Linked DNA regions of Ovis aries: all the other regions are linked to region 1. Evidence: chromatin contacts called from public Hi-C data. All regions are on one chromosome and are shown on one strand. The core of a region is the stretch at or near the end of the contact, and the rest is flanking DNA. Distances in the headings are between cores, read along the strand shown.

Evidence for each region. A called contact is a pair of places that touch in the nucleus more often than the background predicts.
Region 2: a contact with region 1 is called in a Hi-C map of liver, with 3 times the contacts expected there. The contact joins the promoter of CDK2AP1 here to the promoter of DDX55 in region 1. A contact is called at or near these places in 6 of 16 Hi-C or Micro-C datasets (blood, hypothalamus, liver and 3 more).
Region 3: a contact with region 1 is called in a Hi-C map of muscle, with 4 times the contacts expected there. The contact joins the promoter of SBNO1 here to the promoter of DDX55 in region 1. A contact is called at or near these places in 4 of 16 Hi-C or Micro-C datasets (blood, muscle, skin fibroblasts and 1 more).

What each region holds. Positions count from the first base shown.
Region 1 is chr17:52,117,149-52,121,370 of ARS-UI_Ramb_v3.0, reverse strand. DDX55 (DEAD-box helicase 55) reads left to right here and starts at 1,945. Exons shown (of 12, transcript XM_042234557.2): 1 at 1,945-2,084. The coding sequence starts at 1,977.
Region 2 is chr17:52,345,944-52,350,165 of ARS-UI_Ramb_v3.0, reverse strand. CDK2AP1 (cyclin dependent kinase 2 associated protein 1) reads right to left here and starts at 2,180. Exons shown (of 4, transcript XM_027956427.3): 1 at 1,868-2,180. The coding sequence starts at 1,922.
Region 3 is chr17:52,277,805-52,282,026 of ARS-UI_Ramb_v3.0, reverse strand. It overlaps SBNO1 (strawberry notch homolog 1), which reads right to left and starts at 1,976. Exons shown (of 31, transcript XM_060401102.1): 1 at 1,828-1,976.

The sequences.
Region 1 (4,222 bases), core at 696-3,195:
TGATGGACAGGGAGGCCTGGCGTGCTGCAATTCACAGGGTCCCAAGGAGTCGGACACGACTGAGTGAACTGAACTGAAAATATCTGGGTGACTGCCTGGTGCTACCAGTTGTAGTCACTGAAATAAAATAGAGGAAAATCCCCTTTATCCAACTTTTAGTGGGGGAGATGAGCCTAGTCATATAAATTATATGGCATATTAATAATGTGTTATGGGGGAAAGTGAAAAAGGGCAAATAGTTTTAGTGATTATGAAGGGAAGGCATCACTGGTGACATTTCAAAAGTCCTTATGGATGTAGGGAGCAAGACAAGCTGAAGATACGGGCCCAAGGCATAATAGTCTTAACCGAAACACAGTTGTGTCTGACTCTGCGACCCCATGGACTGTAACCCACCCAGGCTCCTCCATCCATGGAGTATTCTAGGTAAGAATACCAGAGTGGGTTGACATTTCCTCTTCCAGAGGAGCTTCCTGATCCAGGGATGGAACCCAGGTCTCCCCCATGTGGGCAGACTCTTTACTGTCTGACCCACCAGTGAAGCCCAAAGGCGAGTTCTTAACCACCAGACCACCAGGGAAGTCCCTGACTGGAGTGGGTTGCCCTGCCCTCCTCCAGGGGATCTTCTGTATCCATGATAGAACTCGGGTCTCCTGCCCTGCAGGCAGATAACTTCACCGTCTGAGCCACTAGGGAAGCCCAGCCACTGGCAAGGCCCAACATTCAGAAAACTAAGATCATGGCATCTGGTCCCATCACTTCATGGGAAATAGATGGGGAAACAGTGGAAACAGTGTCAGACTTTCTTTTTGGGGGCTCCAAAATCACTGCAGATAGTGACTGCAGCCATGAAATTAAAAGATGCTTACTCCTTGGAAGGAAAGTTATGACCAGCCTAGACAGCATATTGAAAAGCAAAGACATTACTTTGCCAACAAAGGTCCATCTAGTCAAGGCTACGGTTTTTCTAGTGGTCATGTATGGATGTGAGAGTTGGACTGTGAAGAAAGCTGAGCGCCAAAGAATTGATGCTTTTGAACTGTGGTGTTGGAGAAGACTCTTGAGAGTCCCTTGGACTGCAAGGAGATCCAACCAGTCCATTCTAAAGGAGATCAGTCCTGGGTGTTCTTTGGAAGGACTGATGCTGAAGCTGAAACTCCAGTACTTTGGCCACCTCATGTGAAGAGCTGACTCATTGGAAAAGACTCTGATGCTGGGGAGGGACGGGGGCAGGAGGAGAAGGGGACGACAGAGGGTGAGATGGCTGGATAGCATCACCGACTCGATGGATGTTAGTTTGAGTGAACCCCGAGAGTTGGTGATGGACAGGGAGGCCTGGCGTGCTGCGATTCATGGGGTCGCAAAGAGTCGGACACGACAGACTGAACTGAACTGAACTGAACAGCTTCCTGAATCAGTTGTACACGTGCATGAAACAATCCAGTAGTGAACACAGGAATAAGATACAGTGTTCTTATTTAGGTCTCTGACCTAACTTCATGGAAGTAAATCAATATTTATTTTCTCCCAGGCAGTGGATCCGCACCATCAGTCTATTTGCCTATCTAGGGCTCCGGAATTGGGGTACATTTCTGTCCACTCCCTCCGGACCTACTGTCCTTTGGCCAGGATGCGGTGTTGTGCTGCCATCTGTCTCCGACTGGCGGGGACCTCCGACCGGCGGGGAGAGTGTGAGAGCCGGGGCAAAATCCCTCCCGCCCAAATGCCTGCTCGGTGTGGAAAGGCGCCCGGAGCCTAGGCGGTTGCACTGGACGAATGGCACTACTCCAGCCGGGTTCCCGCCGCCCGCTTTTATTCGCCAGAAGTCGGCTTTCCACTCTCCTGCTCCAAAGGTGCCTTTCCCGCCTTCCGGATCTTTGCGAAGGGAGTGCGGTTTCCGGGCGGCCGGCTTGGCGACCGGAAGCGGAAGTGCTCCCGGGAGGCGTCCGGGTAGTAGCTCGGTGGCTGAGCGCACCATGGAGCACGTGACGGAGGGTTCCTGGGAGTCGCTACCGGTGCCGCTGCATCCGCAGGTGCTGAGTGTCTTGCGGGAGCTCGGTTTTCCGTACATGACGCCGGTGCAGGTACTCGGCATAGGCCCTGGGGGAGGAGGGCCCTCGGTGCCAAGAGGGCAGGTTGGGAAAGGGAAATTCAGAGCTGGGACTTTTTTGTCATGTCGTCTTTCTGCTTCACCGACTTGGGTGATGCCTGGCTGGTTAATGATCGCCAGGCAGAGGCGGCAGGCGGCGGCGCTCCTGTACTAGGGTTTTCATAACAGCTCTCCTCCATCCGCTCTTAGGTGCTGGGACTTAAGTGCCTGGCTCGTATCCTACTCTTAAATTCGTATCTTGCTTTTAAGTACCTGGTTCGTATCCTGGCCCTGCCCTCTGTAGATCTGTGAGACCTTGAGCAAATGACTTAACCTCTCTGAGCTTCATTTCCTTTCCGTGTGAAATGACGAAAATAGTATTACCTAAGAATTGTTGTGAGGATTACCTAAGACAATGTTACGGACCCTCAGTAAATGTAACCTGTTGTCTTGTTATGTGGGCTAAGTGAAGTGTCTTGGTCCAGCTCACTCATTTATTCAAGCAGTTTCTCCAGGACAAATATCAGGTACTCTTTTAGACTTGGGATTTTGCAGTGTTGGTCCTGACTCACGGCCCTTGCTTTTTAATGCAGAAGAGAGAGAAGGGAGTAAAGAAATAAGGTAATTTCAGCTGGTGATCAGTGTTGTGGAGGAGACAGTGACAAGAAAGTACAGGGCAGAAGGTAAGATAAGAGAAGGCCTCTTGGAGGAGGTGTCTTTAAGCTGAAACCTGAATGAGAAGGAGGCCAAGGGATGACTGGAGGCAGGATATTCCAGCAAAGAGAAATGCCAGTACAAGTGGAATGAGCTTGGAGGAACAGAAAGGCCTTTGTGGCTGGGGCATCATGAGTAGCGTAAGAGATGAGCAAATTGAGGGCTGACCACGCAGGGTCTTACTTGTGGGATCTTGTATTTTATTCTGGATGTAGTGAGAAGCCGTCTTACATGGGAGGCTGCAGAAGAGAAGGGCCGTGACTGCTGTGTAGACAGTGGACTTTAGGGGAGTAAGAGAAGAAGCGAGGCCATCCACTAGGAGGCCGTTGTCAAGTTAGAGGTGATGGTGGCTTGGAATAGAGAGGAGGTTGTGGATATTGAGGAGTCGCTTTTGAGATAGCTTTCGGGTTGCTGAGGGACCAGATGTGGGGGTCAGGAAAGAGGAATCTAGAGGGACCCTGAGGTTTTTGTCTTTAGTGACTGGGTGATTGGTGGTGTTATTTACTAAGGTGAGGAAAGCTGGCAGGGGTAACAGCCTTCAAAGGGAAAATCTAGAGTCCTGTTTTGGAATGTTGAGATGTGTGTAGGCTCCTCAGGAAAGGTGTGGAGGAGGCAGGCAGTGCTGTGTGTCATGCCGTGGGACTGCTGGGCAGAGAGGACCCAATATTTGCCATTAGAGTCCATGGTCTCAGTGCTGTCCACTGTGGTAGCCACTCACATATGACTATTAAGAACACTTGAAACACGGTGAGTCCAAATTGAGATGTACTCTAAATATAAAAATCTATGATGGATTTTGAGGACTTAGCATGAAAGACAAATGAAAAATATCTCATTCATTTAAAAAATATTGCTTACACATCGAGCCGACAATATTTTGGATGATATTAGGTTAAATAAAATATAAATAAAAATTCATTTTGTCTATTTTTGCTTAAAAATTTATTTATTTATTCATTTGGCTACATCGGCTCTTTGTTGCATCATGCAGGATCCTTCACTGTGGGCACAGACTCCAGAGTGTGTGGGCTTTAGTAGCTGTGGTGTTCAGGCTTAGTTGTTCCACAGCATGTGGAATCTTAGTTTCCTGACCAGGGATCGAACCCAGGCCCCTGCATTGCAAGGCGAATTCTTAGCCACTGGACTACCAGGGGAGTCCCTCTTTTTACTTTTCTTAATGTGGCTACTAGATGAGTATGTGGCTCACATTATATTTCTTTTTTTTTTTTTAAAGTATAACTGATTTACAGTGTTGTGTCAATCTCTGCTATATAGCAAAGTGACTCAGTTTTATACATAGATACATTCTTTTTTAAATATTCTTTTCCATTATGTTTTATCCCAGGAGATTGAATATAGTTCCCTGTGCTATACAGTAGGACCTTGTTGTTTTTCCATTTCTAAATGTGGTAGGTTGCA
Region 2 (4,222 bases), core at 931-3,430, 230 kb before region 1:
TGGAGAGTCCATCTTGGATGCAAATGGCTCAGGGAGATGCGGGCTTTCTAAAGGGGTCCACGCTCAGGGCAGGGGGCAGGTGGCCCCTCACCCGAACACCAGAGATCTGGAGACCTCAGCGCTCCTCCTGGAGTTCACCACAGGAGAAGGAAGACAATCTGGGCACAGGTGCTAGCCAGCCCAGAGCAGGGCTTCAGGGTGCCTAAGCGGGTGGCTTGCTCCCTCTGGGACCCCAGTCCCCAAAGGGCCAGGTTCAGGGTCCCTGCCTCAACTGCACCAGGGGAACCTGAGACTTCCTGCCCACCTGGGCCGGCGGCAAGACCCTCCACCCATCCCACCCCAGAGTCAGATGAGGGAGGCAGTGAGAAACATTGGCCACAAAGCCTGCCTCTTAAGGTGTGCAGACCCGAGAGATGAGAACATTTCAGCTGAAAATAGGGGCCGTTTGCTCTTGGGGCTCAGACAGAGCCCACACTTGACCAACTAAACTATCTACCCCCACAGCCATCCACACCCTGAATCTTAACCCTTTCCAATCCCCAAATCTCTGTCCAAGAAGTTAAACACACACACACATATATACACCTACGTATAGGTATATACGTACATGGACATACACTTAGTGCTTTTCTGGGGCGCCCTTCAGATTTTGGAGTTATCGAGTTAACATTAGAAGACAAGGCCCAAAACTTTCGGCCAACTGCCAGCGTGGCACTTCTGACCAGGGAGGCCCATTTCCTTCCTGCCAAGCCCCTGCCTCCACCCCTACCCCCATGCACCTCGCTTTTTTGGAAGTTTCCCACCAAGAGTCTAAAGGAGAACCTCGGTGAGAGGGGGCAGTCAGTCACCTACGAACCCCACAAAATTTTACCACCAGCCACACACATCCCGCGTGCCCCCTTGCCACACACACACCCCGCCCCCGCCCCGGTCTCTGAGGCAAGACCCCCAGACTCAGCCTAAAGCTTCCGGACAACTTATGCAGGAGTTTTCTGGGACCGCCCAGCTTCAGCCCCAGCACACGGAGAGCACTGCTCCTGGAGGAGGCCCCTCTAAACCTAGACTTGGGGGCTCCAAGCCGGGACCCCGGCTCAATGCCTCCCCCGCCCTCCGCCTGCAGGCAACTCCGAAGCCCCCGGTCTTCTTCAACTTCTCTCACTTCGCGCACGCCTGAGGGGACCTCCCGTGCGCCCCGTTTTGGGCACCTGCTCCCCCACGCCAGGCCGGGCGGGCGTCCACAGACCACCTCCCCTGCACCGCCGGTGACCCCAGCGGCCCCGCGCCCTCGGGAGCGGCTGCAACCTGGCGCTCTCGCCGCCCCGCAGCGCCGCCTGCGCGTGGCCCGGCCTTGCTCACGTGCACCCCTGCCTCCCGGACCCCCCGCCCGGGCCTGCCCCTCAGGTCCCCAAGGGCGGACCCGCGCCCCGCTCCCGGCGCCCCGCTCCCGGCGCCCCGCTCCCGGCGCGACCGGGCCGCTCCCGATTCCCGCCGGCAGGGGCCCTCGCCGAGCCGCCCAAAAGCCGGAGGAAAAAGGAGCCGAGAAAGCCTCCCCCGCCCTCGCTCGCCGCGCTCCCCACAAGCCGGGGCCGCCGGCGTGGGGGGGACCGCGGCGGCCGCCCGCGACCCGGGCCCCAGCCCCGGCCCGACCCGAGGCCCGGCGCGGCGCGGGTCGCACCCGCGAACTTTGGCAGCGCGCGCGCCGGAATCATGGCGGCGGCGGCCGCGCTGCCCCGGGCCGGGACCCGGTGCCCGCCGACCCCGGCCGCCGCGGGCTCCCGGGAGCCGGGGCCGGGGCCGGGCGCGCGAGCCCCCAACTTGGCTGCACTTGGGGCGCGGCGCGCGCAGCCCGCGAGGCGCACTCACTCACCGGCGTTGAGGGAGGCGGCAGGCATGTGCGCGGTCAAGTTCGGTTTGTAAGACATCCCCCCGAGCGGCGGGGCGCGCCGGGGCGCAGCGGGGCCCGGCCCGCGAGGGCGGCGGCGGCGGCGAGACCCGGCGGCGGCGAGGCGGTCCTGGCGTCCGTGCGCCCGTCCGTGCGCCCGCCGAGCTCCCGCGCACTTTTTGTTGTTGACGGCTCGGGCCGCACCGGCAAATATGGCCGTCCCTCACCCTGACACCCGCTGCAGTATATCACCCATACATCGGGCGGGCGCGCGGGCGCAGGGGCGGCCGCAAACTTTGAGCGGAGCCAGCGGGGCCGGCCGGGGCCGGGAGGGGGCGGCCCGGCGCGCCGCGGCCGGGCGTCAGGGGGCGGTGCCGCCCGCGGCCGCGCCCCGCGCCTCCGGGCGCACTCGGCGCCCGCAACTTGGCAAAGTTTGGGGGGCTGGGGTCCCGGCAGTGCCCGAGGCCCACCTGGGTCCCCTTCTTCTGCTGCGCTGGCGATGCCTGGAGATTTGTTGCTGTACCGATTCATTTTTTCTTTTTTTTTTTTTTTCTCTAAAGCTAGGTAGGATTGCGGAATTACTTTTTCGCCCCCCCCCCTCCTTGACTGTGGGGGCAGGGATGGAAAATTACCTGGAGAAAATGGTGGCGAGTGGTATTTTTAAGCACGTAGATCATTCCAGACGCCGAGGTCTGCCTTCTCCCCAGAATAAGATCAACCAATTCTTGACATTGATTTCAAATAAATTTCACGTCCCTGTCGGTATTAAGTGGTTGTTAACCCCTTGGCGGCCTAGACTCCTTTGACACTGGACAAAAGCCAAAGGCCTCCTCCCGCGAAAAACACACCGTCTCATCCACCTAATTTTGCATCTTAACTCGTTCAAATATTTAAAAAGCGCCTGCTGTGTGGCGAGCACTGTTCTAGGCGCTAAGACAAGAATAAACTTGACCAAGTTTCTTCTCTCCTGGAGATTACATTGCAATTTTTGACCCTCTTCCTACCCCACCACAGCCCACTTCTCAAATCTGACTGAATTGCAATCATGAAATTTATTTTACATCAGATGATGAAGCTTTTGAAGGTATTATTTCTTGGAGTTCTCCTTAAATAGTAAATCTTCTCAAAAGACACAAGATGCCCGCCCTTTTCTGCCATTTTTAATCGCCCTGCTTTGCAAATATCTTTTATTAGCTACAGACTTTCAGATACATCTGGATCTAGTGAGAATTCTTATTGCCCCAGAGGTAAAGGATACACCCATTCCCTCCCTCCTTCCTTTAGAAGTGAAGGTACAAGCGACACCCCTCTTCCCAGGATCGCTTGTGATCAGCTTTAGGCTGGTTCCGTCAAGGATGTTCAGCGAAGTGTTAGTTCGGGGGTAAATTAATATCATCCTTTTCCTACCCTGCTCTCAGGGGACCAATACTCTAGAGTAGCACTGTCCAATAGAAAAGTATTGCAAGCCACATATATATTTTAACAATTTAAATAATCACATTTCAAAAAGTAAAAACTGATGAAATTAATCTTTTTTATTTAACATGATTTAAATATATAACGTATTAAGTCAATATATAATAAATATAAAGCAATTATTAAGATACTTTACATTCTTTTTCTGATACTATATTCAAAACCCACCGGGTATTTTACCCTTACAGCTCATCCTGATTGGGACTGGTCACATTTCAACAGTTTGGTAGCCACAATAGCCAATGGTTTACTTATTGGACCAGTACAGGGCTAGAAGCTATAAGCAGAGGGCTCATAGGCTGACAGACCTGGGGCAAAAATCCAGGTCTCAGAGGTCTGCTTCAGTCCTTTCTACAAACGTTGTGGGCTATTCTCTCCATATTGTATTTTTAGAATGATGTCCATCCCCTCACTGATCATAATTTTGGGTGGGGGGCAATGCTGAGGGGTATGTGGGATCTTAGTTACCCTGCCAGAGATCAAACTCGTGTCACATGCAATGGAAGCAGAGTCTTAACCATTGGACCACTAAAGAAGTCCCACCACAGATCATCATGGAAAAATATTTTTCCTTGATTTTAGATCTATTCATTTAAAGGGTGTAAAATTCACCCTTTAAAAATACACAATTCAGCGGGATTTAGTATAAGCACAAAGTTGTACAGTCATCAGCACTATCTAATTCTAGAACATTTCCGCCACCCCCAAAGGAAACCCAACAATAGTCACTCCCCATTCTTCACTACCCATAGCTTTAGGCAGCTGCTAATCTGCTTTCTATGTCTATGGATGTACCTATTCTGGACATTTCATATGAATGGACTCAGTTAAAATATGTGTATGGCCTCTTTCACTTAGTATAAT
Region 3 (4,222 bases), core at 727-3,226, 160 kb before region 1:
GGGGGCGTGAGGACAACTTTAAAACCTCCATACTGCACATTTTAAATAGTAATCTCAGTAACGCCCTTAAAACCTGTAAAACTGTCTGAAACATGAAAGCATTCAATGGACGAATGACTGGATGAATGAATTCATCAACTATAAGTCACTCACTAAGCCTCCCTTTTTAACACTTCTCCAGCAACTGAACTAAAATTTACTTAAATTTCTTAAGAACTGTAAGGAATAAATTTAGACTGGAAATAAACTGGGAGATAAAAAGCAGAAGCCAGAGGAAAACGGTAAAGATGTCTTCTCTGGTAAGGTAAACACTGGAAGCAACTTCTTTAAACATGAAAATAAAACGTCCCCTTGCTTGCAAAACTCATGTCCTACCAGCAGTAAATTCTACATTTTACCCTAGAAATTCTGTACAGACTATCTTTTGTGCAGTGATGAAGGCTTTCCCCACTGCTTACAAAAATCAGTTGTGACTGCAGTAAATAACTGGGAAAATATGGGATCCCTTCGCACTGTTAGCTGGTTTAAGTGACTGCAACTGTTAGGAGGAACAGCGATAGAGAGCAACTAAGGACTTGACAGCTTTCTGGGCCCTCCTTGGCCGACACTTTAGAACCCCATTCCGTCTGTAATTCTGGTTACACTGAGAATATGAAATATTTAACTCAACATAAACTGCTAATAATCAACTTCAAAGGTCAAAGGGGACCCAGCTTTTAACCTTCTCTCATCAACACGTGTTCAGTACAAACTTCCGGGTGCAGTTACAATTGGCTGCGCAATTCAATGGATAAAAACGTTGCTTTCTTTGACTCTCATTTTCTCTCCCGTTCTTTTCCCACGTTTCTCAACCAACTACTCCCCAAAACAAAAGCCTCCCACAGTTAACCGAGCACGCACATAAAAAAGAGCTTCTCTGCGCGAGGATCAAGTTAGTGGTCCGCAAACATTAACCAAACAGAAGCACAAAGCCGAGGTGGAAAGGGGAGGAGCTGGATGCCAGGGTCAGGAAAGAAACAATCACAAGGGTTCAGGAACATCCAAATCTCCTCAGCGGTTAAACCGACTTCAAACCACTTCTGGGAAACCACCAGCATACACTGGTTTGGGGAACTTTAGATGCTCGTTACGCCAAACACTCTCAAAGTAAGCAAATCCCCAACCGACTTGCCCCTCCACAGAAATGCCTGCTTAGCGTCTAGGAGGCGGGCGGGCGAGCGAGCTCGGGGCAAAATTAACCTCATCACTGGGTGAAGCGTGAAGGTGGCCCCACGTGTCCCACGTACCGTCCCCACCACCCCGACGGCGAGGTGACCAGCAAATTGTAGGTGCGGTGTCCTGACGCTCCCCGCACTCTCGCCCTGAACCGGAGCAATCCTTGGGTACGAGGACTTTTGAAGGATTGCGGAGCTCACTTTCCTGCGGGTCCCAGGACCTCACAGACCCCTGGTCTAGCTGAGGAACCAAAGAGGGCGACCCAAGCAGAGCCGGAGCCGGCGTCCGCAGACGCTGACTCCTCGCTTAAACGAGGTGTCTCCAACCCCGGACAGCGGGGCCCTCGGGGCCCGAGAGCTCCACGCGCGGCGACCGCAGGGCCCGGCGCTGACGGGCGGAGGAAACGAGCGCGGCGGGGCCGCCGCCAGGACCGTGCCCCCGAAGACCCCGGGGCGCGCAGCGGAGGGGGCGGCGAGGGAGGCCCCAAGCCAGGGTGAGGTGGCGGGCCCCCCCCTCAGCCCGGCCCTGCACGGCCCCCTGAAGAGGGTGGGAGTGGGAGGCTGTCCGGGAGAAGGAGTGTGGAGGCAGAAAAGGGATAAGAGGTGGACTTACTTTCCCCGCCGGATCCGACACCGGAACAGATTCTCTCAGGTGACTAGAGCTTGAAGAACCAGAGGCGACGGGAGCGGAGGCGGCGGTGGCGGCGGCAGCAGCGGCGTCCGGCTCTGCCTACCTCCCCGCCGCCATCTTGACGCCCCTCCCCCCAAGCCCCCCCGCCCCACGGGGAGGGGGTGGGGCGACGGATGAGGCGCCGCGCGCACGCAGCGCGCGCCGCGCGACCCACGTGACTTCCTCCCTCCCCCCCCCCCACAACACCCCACTCCCTAGCACCTCTCCGCCCCGCCTCCCTCCTAGGTGAAGGAAGATGATTTCCACCCCCCCATGACTGCCCCCTGCCTTCGCCGCCAAGCACGAACTCCGTCGCTCCCGCCGACCGGGTACCAGTGGTTGGATCCAAGGGAATTCCGGAACCCAAACGGTCCATTACCGCGGCTCCCGGGTGGGCGAGGGGTGAGGGGGCCGGGCTTCCGAGAAGGGGGAGGGGGGGAAGGCGAAGGCCGCCTAGGAGAGTCACGTGTCTACTGCTTCCGCCGGCGCTCGAAAGACCTCGCGAGAGTTCCGTTCCTCCGCCCTTTCTCCCCCGCGGGCTGTCGGGAAGAAGGTCGGTGCTTTGACTTGCCACGAGGAGGTCAGCTGGTGGGCCGGGCGCATGCGTGCCACACCTACTTTCAAAGTCCGGCTAGGAGGGGCCTGAAGCTGTTTTCAAAACGTTTTTGGTGTGTGGCTTTGGCCCAGGAAGTTATCTAGTAGTGTCTCTGTCACTTTGAAACGCTTGTTACCTTAGTGAGTTCTAGAAGAAAATATTCGCCTACTTATTGTTTCTTAGGCTTGCTCAGAGCACTTTATTTAATGTGAAACCGCAAGTAACTGGAGCCCCTCGGCTGTTTCATTACCATAATCAGATCCTAAGGAGTGAGAGCGCGGTTAGCCCCTCTTTCTCTTTTTCTCGCGCACACCCACTAACCTGAACAAACTGTTGCTCTCAATTAATGATTGCTGCAGGTCTGTTGCTACCCCCCTCTTTTATTTTTGTATTCTCCGTTATGATTTTTGTTACTGGTACTACTACTAAATGACCTGACCCAGAATAAACAAATTAACTTGGTAACCCTTTTGTAAAGTCATCCTGAGAATGCTGTTTGAACCCGTTGCTTAGGTAATGGGCACGCTGGGTGATTCTTGCCCCCTACCGGTGGCGCGTCGAACTCGCCTTGTGCTCAAAGCAAATTTAGTGGTTTGGTTAACTTGGAGGTAAAAGTGTGAGCTCTTCTAGAGACAGTATGGGGCTAGGGGAGAGAGGGAAAAAAATTACGGCAAGAATAATTGAGTCTTCCAACGTAGTGTCTATATACATAAATATGTATTGTTCAGTTCATTCGCTCAGTCGTCGTGTCCGACTCTTTGCAACCCCGTGGCACAGGCCAGGCTTCCTGTCCATCACCAACTCCCTGAGCTTGCTCAAACTCATGTCCATACAATCAGTGATGCCATCCAACCATCTCGTCCTCTGTCGTCCCCTTCTCCTCCTTCCTTCAATCTTTCCCAGCATCAGGGTCTTTTCTAATGAGTCAGTTCGTCACATCAGGTGTATTGCAGCTTGAGCGTCAGTCCTTCAATGAATATTCAGGACTGATTTCCTTTAGGATGGACTAGTTTGATCCCCTTGCAGTCCAAGGGACGCTCAAGAGTCTTCTCAAACACCACAGTTCAAAAGCATCAATTCCTGTGTATTATATATGTGTGCTGCTGCTGCTGCTGCTAAGTCGCTTCAGTCGTGTCCGACTCTGTGCGACCCCATAAACGGCAGTCCACCAGGCTCCCCCGTCCCTGGGATTCTCCAGGCAAGAGTACTGGAGTGGGTTGCCATATGTGTACATATAAATAAATATTTTAAAGTATGTTAGTGGCTCAGTCGTGTCAGACTCTTTGTGATCCCCATGGACTGTAGCCTGCGAGGCTCCTCTGTTCATGAAATTCTCCAGGCAGGAATACTGGAGTGGGAGACCTTCCCCACCCAGGGATTGAACCCAGGTCTCCTGCATTGCAGGCAGATTCTTTACTGTCTGAGCCACCAGGGAAGTCCAGGCATTTAAAATTGAAAGTTAATTACTTTGCTGTTCACTTCTGTTATTTCATTTACTGCATACACACACCTATAAAGATAAAAATAATTAAAATAGTTCTATAAGAACAATGCCTTAGAGGAACTTCCCTGGCAGTCCAGTGGTTAAGACTCTGCCCTTCCATTGCAGGGGCTCAGGTTGGACCCCTCATGGGGGGAAGTAAGATCCCACTTGCCCCACAGCAAGAGGTGGAAAAAAAAAACCATTGGAAAGCAAAGTCATTCAACTGTCTTGTTCACTACTTTCCAATAGACTAGTTTATA